2 separate regions of the Mus musculus genome follow, and region 2 is linked to region 1. Evidence: chromatin contacts called from public Hi-C data. All regions are on one chromosome and are shown on one strand. The core of a region is the stretch at or near the end of the contact, and the rest is flanking DNA. Distances in the headings are between cores, read along the strand shown. Region 1 holds the start of 2700069I18Rik (RIKEN cDNA 2700069I18 gene). Region 2 has its middle 62 kb from the start of 4930555M17Rik.

What was found. A called contact is a pair of places that touch in the nucleus more often than the background predicts.
Region 2: a contact with region 1 is called in a Hi-C map of muscle stem cells, with 2.2 times the contacts expected there. The contact joins the enhancer-like site here to the promoter of 2700069I18Rik in region 1. A contact is called at or near these places in 3 of 39 promoter capture datasets (hippocampal neurons and liver), 2 of 484 Hi-C or Micro-C datasets (muscle stem cells and nephron progenitors), 1 of 115 datasets of contacts at active chromatin or transcription factors (embryonic midbrain) and 3 of 9 other capture datasets (adipose tissue, liver and pancreatic islet).

What each region holds. Positions count from the first base shown.
Region 1 is chr3:5,218,764-5,223,800 of GRCm38.p6, reverse strand. It overlaps 2700069I18Rik (RIKEN cDNA 2700069I18 gene), which reads left to right and starts at 2,978. Exons shown (of 3, transcript NR_045905.2): 1 at 2,978-3,131. It overlaps Zfhx4 (zinc finger homeodomain 4), which reads right to left. Exons shown (of 11, transcript NM_030708.2): 1 at 4,874-5,037.
Region 2 is chr3:5,451,466-5,455,870 of GRCm38.p6, reverse strand. No RefSeq gene overlaps it. Among named protein-coding and RNA genes, the nearest start is that of 4930555M17Rik, 62 kb to the left of the region's middle. Within about 2 kb of position 2,195, at least 9 of the 459 cell types and tissues checked have an H3K27ac peak or open chromatin away from gene starts, as enhancers often do. A contact at or near this core is called in muscle stem cells, where this site is marked.

The DNA of each region.
Region 1 (5,037 bases), core at 1,729-4,228:
GTCTTTTATTTCAACCTTCCCCTCATTTCTACTTTGTATTTTCCAATCAGTATACATATTTTCAGATGTAACTGTGATTCTCCAAGAGAGTCCAAAGCCACATTGCTCCTGCTAGGTGTTAGAAAGTAAACATATAGCAGAAAGGAAGGAGACCCCACTTAGTAGAAACCAGCTAATCATTTAGTCAGAAACCTCAATGATAGCTATGAGATCAGTGCACGCAAATGACAACATTTGATTATTACTGTGAGACACAATAATTTCTAAAAGAACTTCTTAGGAAAATGTTGCTACATGAAAACTCTCTTCCTCCAAATACTTTCACACAAGGCTAATTTATGCATAGTGTTTTAGAAAATCAACACAGTCCACAAGAATGCTGAACAAATCACTACTAAGAAAGGGACATCAATTGATTTTGAAATAAATCAATGTGATTAACATAATATTTTTAAAGCAGCAGAATGTATATATCATGCCCAAATACATATATATGTATATATATATTTCCAATATATCTTAGCTCTTAATCAAATGAGGGCCTTACACTACTGACCCTGGCTCCACACTGCCTCAGAACTTCTGTAGGGCACCTTTAGTCGTTATAACAAAAACCCTAAAATGGTCTGTGAAACAAGACTACGACAAGCCATTCTGCAGTGAAAGGTTTTAAATCATACAGCCTCTTCTAATAGACTTGAGACTTATTGAGGTAGAAACCATAAAAAATGAAGAAGGGAAATTTAATCCCTGAAATATTGATTTGCACATTAATATCATATAGGCAGAGGGCAATTTGGCTTCGTGGAAATGACACATTGTCGACCCTTGGTGAAGTCAGAGCCAATCTAACTGCTGAACATGTCTGAACCTCAAGAGTTATTAAGGGCTTCCCTTCTTGCCTTTATGACTTTTCTTCAGCCTACCAATGCAATCTTAAATGTATTATCTTTAAGAAATAATTGTAAAACCTCAGGGGTTTTCCAGTTAATGGAAGGGAGACCAAACCACATCAGATTCTGAAATGCAACATTAAACCCTTGCAATCAACAAAACCACCTCAATTCTCATCCATCCAATGCTGGATCTAATATTGTTATTATAGATAATCAGATTTCATTGTGTAAATTTAGGCTCATGGTCAGAATGGAAGCAGTAAATTCTTCAATATTAAACAGCAATTTTCTCAGTCTCCTTTCTGTTTCCCCTTGCTGTTGCAGCACCTTTAAAATAATCCAACTAGCTCACAATTAATGAAGAGTTGCACTACTCCTGCCAAAAGCTGCAAAACACTGCAATAGAGCCGAATGTGTTGTCTTGTTTTTATTAAGTTAGAAACTTTCACTTCCCAGATCCAGAGCTACTGTCTCTGCCTTATCCCATAGTGGGTGCTGCTGCTGTGACTTACACAGCCAGTTCACCTGACCTTCCTTTGTTCCTTGGGTACATTTCACTTTTCGATTTATGGTGCAACCCTCATATTTCATTGACCCTATCTCCATTGCTATAAAAAAGGAAAACACTCCAATAAGAGTTTACTTTTTAAATACATGAGCAGCCAGCTATTGAATAAACACACAGCGATGCTCTCTGCAGTTTATGCCATAAATATTAAAACCATTAAAAACAACTGTTTGACCCTTATGATCCATACACTGAAGCCAGGTGCAAGAGGTTAAAACAGCTGGCTAGCCATCTTTTATTTTTTTGTGTTCCTTCCTGCTGCTTGAAACCACAGCCCTTGAACAATATCAAACATTCCCTTAAGGATTTACTTTTTATTTTATTTTATTTTTAATTTGGAAAAAAATCTTCTATTTATTTAATGTGCTTCTTAGTGGAGAAGGAAAACTCTAAAATAGTAACAGATGCAGTGAAATAATCCCCAAATTTCCTTTATGCGTTATTAAAACCCATCCTTTTCAACAAATGTTATACACATTATTCTTTTTATTCTTCATTTAGAAAAGAGAAAATAGCAAAAAGCGAAAGAAAGGAAGAAAGGAAGAAAGGAAGAAAGGAAGGAAGGAAGGAAGGAAGAAAGAAGTCTGAGCTTGCTCCGTCAGTTTTGTCAGTAAACACAAGGTAAAGCAAGTGTGGATGGCAGCAAGTGTTACATACCCGGGCTGTGTTTTTGCTTTGCTCTCAATGGAAGCGATCGATGCCCATGTCACTGTCGCGTCCCAATCGCAGCCAAGTCTCAGCCTTAATCTAAGCACCAACCGAAAAGGCAGCGGCAGCCTCAGCCTCTCCCTGACTCTTCCAAACATTCACCCAACTAAAAATATAATACTACATATGAGGTCTAACCACTCCACGTGTATAGGGATCACGCCACTGAAAATCCAGGAGAAGAAAATTATAAAAAGAGAAAGAAAGAAAGAAAGAAAGAAAGAAAGAAAGAAAGAAAGAAAGAAAGAAAGAAAGAAAGGGAGGGAGGGAGGGAAATGGAAAGGGAAAGGGAAGGAAAGGAAAAAGGGGGAAAAAAACGAAAAAATTAAACCCCTCCTGTTTCCAGTCTCCTCTCTCTCTTCCTCTCTCCTCTCTCTGTCCCGTGTGTGTGTGTCTCTCTCTCTCTCTCTCTCCTTTTGCCATCTACATGATCCTTGATTAAACATGGAACAGAGTTAATAAAGGGTTGGGGGGGGGGTGCTCAAGGAGAGGAAATGCAACTGTCAGAAATCACCAACGCTAGATTTCTTGGTGAACCTGCCTCTGTCTGAGTCAGTGTCAATACACCATCTTCGTCCACTGAACTTGTCTTTGGGTTTTTGTTTGGTGCTGGTGGGGGATGTTGTTCTGTGTGTGCTTTTTGGGGGAGGGGGAAAGTGAAGGCAAGGTTGGGGCTAGAGGTGGGGGGAGTGGGGCGAATGTGTGTTCTGTGAGTGTTGACTGTGAGTGTGTGTGTGTGTGTGTGTGTGTGTGTGTGTGTGTGTTTGGGGGGGGGGTGTCCATGTTTGTGATCTGAACCTTTGGTACCTACAAAGAGGGTGTCTCACCGAAAGGTAGCTAAAACCTCTCCAGAACGGCGCACGGAACTGTGGAGACACAGCGGAAGGCTCCTCTGGAGCCTCATATCTGGGCCGAACCCTAGACCCAGCGCTTCAAGGAGCCCCTCGCTTGGATCACAGGTAACAAAAGAAATAACCAATGCATGGTCTTCTGGGAGAGGGGGCAAGATGGGGGAACATTCCGGAACTTGGCCATCACTGAGGAACTTTTATACAATTATAGAAAAATTTTATTTTATTTTTTCTGATAGAAAAGAGCAAAAGGAATGGAAAGGGACGGAGGGAGGGAGGGGGAAAGAGAGAGAGAGGAAAAAAAGAGAAGAGAAGAGAAGAGAAGAGAAGAGAAGAGAAGAGAAGAGAAGAGAAGAGAAGAGAAGAGAAGAGAAGGGAAGGGAAGGGAAGGGAAGGGAAGGGAAGGGAAGGGAAGGGAAGGGAAGGGAAGGGAAGGGAAAGGAAAGGAGAGAAGAGGGAAGGGGAGGGGAGGGAGAGGAGAGGAGAGGAGAGGAGAGGAGAAGAGAAGAGAAGAGAAGAGAAGAGAAGAGAAGAAAAGAAAAGAAAAGAAAAGAAAAGAAAAGAAAAGAAAAGAAAAGAAAAGAAAAGGAAAAGGAAAAGGAAAAGAAGCGAGACCAGGCTCACTCCAGCCCCTGGTAGCCTAACTGATCATATCAGGTCAGAAGGCATGCTTGGTGCCAGCTGAAGCTGAGGAGGTGAAGTTCATTTGCAGACATGGAACCCTGTAGTGAGTGTGTGTGTGTGTGTGTGTGTGTGTGTGTGTGTGTGTAAAATGCATCAATTCCCACAGTCAGCCACATCTCCTTTACACACACACACACACACACACACACACACACACACACACACACACCCTTGCCCTTTACCAAAAAAGAAAGCAAAGGCTCTTGATCTCCAGCCGCGGGTGTCCTCTTAGTGTGGCGATCAATCCCCAAACCCCGGGGCGAGCTGCCTCCACTCCCAGGTCTGCGGACATAGGCCGGGAGATCCCGCCTCCTAACGGACCTACCAGGTCCGCAGCGCCCGTGCAGCCAAGAGCCGCCAGGGCCTGCCGCTGCCGGCCGCGCTCCGCAGACCGGTGTCTACCTGCAGCCAAGCCCCGCGCTCGCCCATCCTCCCGGGCCCGGCGCCTCGCGCGCACCAGCCCTGGCCTGCCACAGCCCCGCGCAGTGAGTGCCCTTCGGGAACTTGAGAAAGGGTGGAGAAGGGAAAAGGAAGATGAAAAGGAAACCGAGAAGAGTACAGGGGAGGATCAAGGGAGAGGAGAGGAGAGGGGGGCTGCGAGCCCCACCGACCACTGTCCAAACTTTCGGAGAATGTGTGCAGAGGAAACATCATCTCGATGGGGTGCAGGGACGCGGAGCGAGCGAGGACCCCAGATAATGTCCGAGCCGCTGCCGAAATGACAGCTTCGCCGGATCACCAGAGTGTCTCCGGCTCCCGAGGAAAGCAGAACCCGAAAAGACTGAGAAAAAGACAGAAAACTGCTCGGCCGAAAGTCACTTAATACAAAAGTTAAATCTTGAAAAGCATGCCTCCCCCCCACCTCCAGCCCCAATCCCCCCTCCGCCTGTGCCTTCTCCCTCCCTCAGCAGAGCAAATCTTTGAGCCAAAAAAAAAACGGGGGAAAGAGATGGAAAAGGGGGGCAGAGCGGAAGAGGTGGTCGGGATGAGGGTACGTGTGCTAGGGCGAGCGGTAGCAAGCGATCTAGGGGTAGAGAGGCGGAGAGGGAGAGGGAGAGAGAGTGAGCGAAATATCAAAGATTGTGCAAGATCAGGCTGGAAAGATAATCGATACTCGACCTAAATTTAACACAAACTACTCAATAAAAGTTAAAGAAAAAACTTACTTTCCATTTCCCTGCAGTTCCTACTCGATCTTCGCCTCTTTTTTGTTTTGCTTTTATTTTACGTACAGCTGATCACATCCAAGTAAAACGAGAGGGTTCATTAAAAAGAATAAAAAATAAAAAAATAATCCTCGAACTTTATTGGGTGAAAATAAAAACGCTGG
Region 2 (4,405 bases), core at 946-3,445, 230 kb before region 1:
TTCCAGGGAGGAAGCTAAGCAGGAACGTCAAAGAAATGGAGAAATGACAGACAGACAGACAGACAGACAGACAGACAGACAGACAGATGAATACACAGAGAAATGAGGTAGAATGCATTAGGCTTTCTGCTGGAGAAACCATTGTACCTCAGAAGCTCAACCTATTTGTTACATACAGTTGAGTAGAGAAATGAGGTTATTGGAGAAGGCTGGTTATTACAGATAAACAATGACTCAGAGTTTATGGCATACAGATGGATCAAGGAGACAGGCTTAGCAACTCTTAGTAGAAGCACAGGGTGTCAGTCTTCAGACTATAATCATCCATGTGGGAAGAAACCTATTGTGAATTTTTGCACACACAGTAGGCACACACTGCCTTTTTGCTTTGGGTCTGAGACTAGGGCCCTTGATATAGTTATGCTCATGTCATCAAGGCAGACTCACACTGGATGTCACACCCTCAAGTATCTCTTCATCTCCAACACAGTAACAGTGGTGGCTTTTAAGAAATAACTGATTGGATTGGTTACTGTGAAATAGGACTCAGAAACCTAAAACCCAAAGGCATATGTCCCCAACTAGTCCTAAGAAGTTCAAGGCCTCTGAGGCAACAGTTTACAATGAAGGTCAGTTCCAAGAAATGATAACTTAGTGATCTGGAGAAAGGAATGAGTATTAAGAAATTTCTTGTCGAGGTTATATGTATATATTGTAAAATAAGCTTCTTCAAATGGATATTTTTCAATAAAATCAATGTTTCTCTATATTAGATGACATACATGTAATTTACTGTTCATGAATCTGTGATATATTGGTTATCTGAATTTCATATATGAGTCTTGTGGGCTACTCAGTTGATATGGCTGACAAGAGGAAGAACAGGCTCCTGATTCCAAACCTATGATTTCCAAAGACGTGCAAAGTCTCCCTCATTCAGTATCACAGTGAGGGTGTGCTTAAATTTTACTTTATTATTTTTTAATTAAGTAATTAATTAACTAATATGTATTTATTTATCTATTTATTTACTGACCTCTGGGTACATGGTCTGATAGGGAATTCCAGTTTCAGCCATGGAAGTGTCAATCATATTAAATAGCCAGTATATAGTAATGCCAGTAATACATTGACAGAAATAGAAATATTAATAATATAGATTGTTACTAGAGTTGTGAGTAGAAATTGCTTTACATGTATCAGACATCTACAGGTGAACTTTTGGAAGTATATTGGCTTAGTTAGCTTTCATTTAATATGAATTCAGTGTATGTGGAAGTTGGAACATAGGATTTGAGTATTACATTTTCTAGAAAACTGGGAAAGACATCACAAAATCTCTACTTTCATTACGGTACACTTGTAGGCATTTGCCTTTATCTTTCTGGAATACAAGCTATTCATTTTTTAAGTGTTTCACTCAGATTTACAAAGCATTAAGAAAGTTTATTAATTACCCTTTCCTTTACAACATGCCAGAAGATTTTCTCTTTCCCTCCCTACTAAATGTATCTTAAATCCTAAATAGATTCATGGGATTAAGTTATAGGACTAATATTGGGCAGACTTACCCAGGATTTATTAGGGATGAATGTGACCAATGGAATTGGCAGCTGGAGTGTTCCTCCTACTTTCTTCCCATGTCATAAAATAACATTGTTGTCATTATTGCCTCATTTCCATAGCTTGAAATATGCTCATCAGTCTGAGCATAACTAAATAGTTTTATTAGCGGGAGGAGGAGGAAGAGGAGGAGGAAGAGGAGGAGGAAGAGGAAGAGGAAGAAGAATCAAAGGAACAAAGAAAATCTTTCCAGTTTTCAGATGGTCAGCTGACATCAGAGGACTGGCAAGTTGCCAAAGCACAACTCTTCATCTCCTCTACTGCCTCCCACACCCAGATGATGGAATAAGTCGTATTCAAAATATTTTGGGAGCCTCTTGTTGCAGGCAGGAACATCCAGTTTTGCCTACTGATGAATCCTTACTGTTACAAATTAGCTATGCAGAACTTGTCTCAAGTGCTAAAAGTGCCAGTAATGGTCATACTTTTGTCTTAAAAACACATGTCTGAACTGTAATGGTGGTGCTAATCCTGATTTATTCCTCCAAATGCCAAACCTGGAAGGCAAGGTCACAAAGGTCAGTGGGTTTCCCTTATGGTAAGCTTCAAACAAAACAAGAGAAGCTTGGCTAGAGGAGACACTGGCGGATGGGGTGACTCTAATCTTGCCCTCCTTTACCCAGACAGCCCTCTTACAGCTCAGCTGTCACCCAGGATTACTGACTGCCTTCCTGGGTGGCTGCTGCTTAGCCCCTGAAATGTTTTGCTCATTTTTTTTCTCCAGTAGAACCAACTGTCTCCTTAGAAAAAAAAAAAAAAACCCTAAAACCAAAAAATATTGCAGCCCTCATGTTAATAAGACCTCAGGATTCCCTCCGACTGAAAGCCGTGCAAGCTAGGAAGGATCCTCTTTTGTCTCGTTCCCACGTTTTACACAAGTTTTCAGTCTCCTTAATCTTTTACATTCAAAACATTTTGGTGTAGTAGATCTGTATTTAATTAGCACAGACACTTGGAAAACTAAGTCACTTGGCCTGACAAGGAGAAGAAGGAAGGAAGAAATGTTTCAAACCTAAAGATCTGACACTCCAAAGTGCAGCAGCTTAGCTACATCATCTCCCAGTTATTGAGGCTGGATATGGAAGCAATCCTACGTTTATAAAGTATTTGGAAGCAACTCCGATTAGGATTAGTACTCTACCTCATGTGAACAGGAGTTATCACATTCTGACACCATGTCCTGAAGCTGATCCAGCTTTCAAGGTTTGTGCAGTGAACTAGGAACCTTTAAACCCCAGCACCCCTTGTACTCTGGTGTACACTTGCTATCTGGTCTCCATCAGATGGCTGACCTCAATGCTTGCCAGTAGCTTCAGTGTGTGTTTCCTCTCCTGTGATTTCATGCTCTCCCTATTCACTACCTCACAGGTATCGCTATGGTAAGAAATAAACCCTGTGGGGGTTTTGAAGAAGTCACAAAGAATTCTGTCCATGCTAATTTCCCTTCGGGTAGCCCCATAACTCTCACATACTGTCAAACTGGTAGAGGCATAGACAAACGTCTCTCTTCAAAATAAAGCCTACAAAGGGAGGTCAGAGGGAAAATGTGCTTGAGCCAAACCTGAAGGCCTGAATTTAATTCCTGGGTCCCTCATCACAGAGAGCAGTCACTGAATCCTGTGAGTTGTCTTTTGACTTCTACTGGTTGAATATGTGTTCCACTCCTGTAAACTTAATAGATGCAATATTTTTCAATTATCATTAATCTAAATCATTACACCCAATCATTATGACTAAAAGTCATATTAAAGATTTGCAACATTATAAAAGTATTTTTTTAGGGTTTGGGGGGTTGTAGCATAGTGGTAGAATATGAACTTGGCATGCAGGAGCCCCTAAACTTGATCTGTGCCCAGTATCAAAGAAATAAAAAGGAAGAAAACGTTGTACAATCCCAGCACTCATGAGACTGAGGCAGGCATAATGGTATGAATTCTATCCCAATCGGCACTACAGAAGGAGACCCTCAATGAAAACAAACAAACAAACAAACAAATAGTAAAGAAAGGTAAGGAGAAAAGACAACTCAGAAAAGAATGTGTTCAGGTATATAACTTAATTAACATTAACAGCAAATGAAGATTGCCACTTTCCACTTCTCTGCTTACATCACATTACCACCACTGTCTTCTGTACATTGCCATGATATATAAGAAAAGCTAAAGCTGCTTCCCTCCTAAGAAATTAGAAAAGAATGTTCCATCAAGGATATTTCTAACAATAATGATAACAGGTATTAGATGTTTCTTTGAGTATAATCTTGTTGAACAATCTACTGGGGCTACAGTATTTCTTACTCCCAAGACCCGGAGGCAGGGAAAATGACCCTCTATCATTCTAATGTCTGCAGATGTTAACTGAGAAACACATGGGCCATTAGAATCACATATTTAGATAATGTCTGTCATTCTGTGTTTTTGTTTACTTTCTACTGCCTTGATAAAATGCTTACGAAAACCAACATAGGCAGAAAAGAGTTCATTTCAGCCTACATTTTACATCAAGAAGTAAAGTTGGACCAAAAACTCAAGATAGGAATATGGATGCAGCAACTGAAGCAGAGCCTCTTTAGAAAGGCTGTTCAACTTGCTGTCTTATTCTGTACAGAACATCCTACAAAGGAGTGGCTGGTACCACCCACCATGGTTTTGTTCCTGCCATATCAATCATAAATTAAATGAGTGACAGACTTGCCTTCAGAACAGTTTGATGGAATAACATTCTAAGTTGAGGCTCCCTCATCACAGATCACTATAGTTTATATCAAGTTGACAGAAACCTA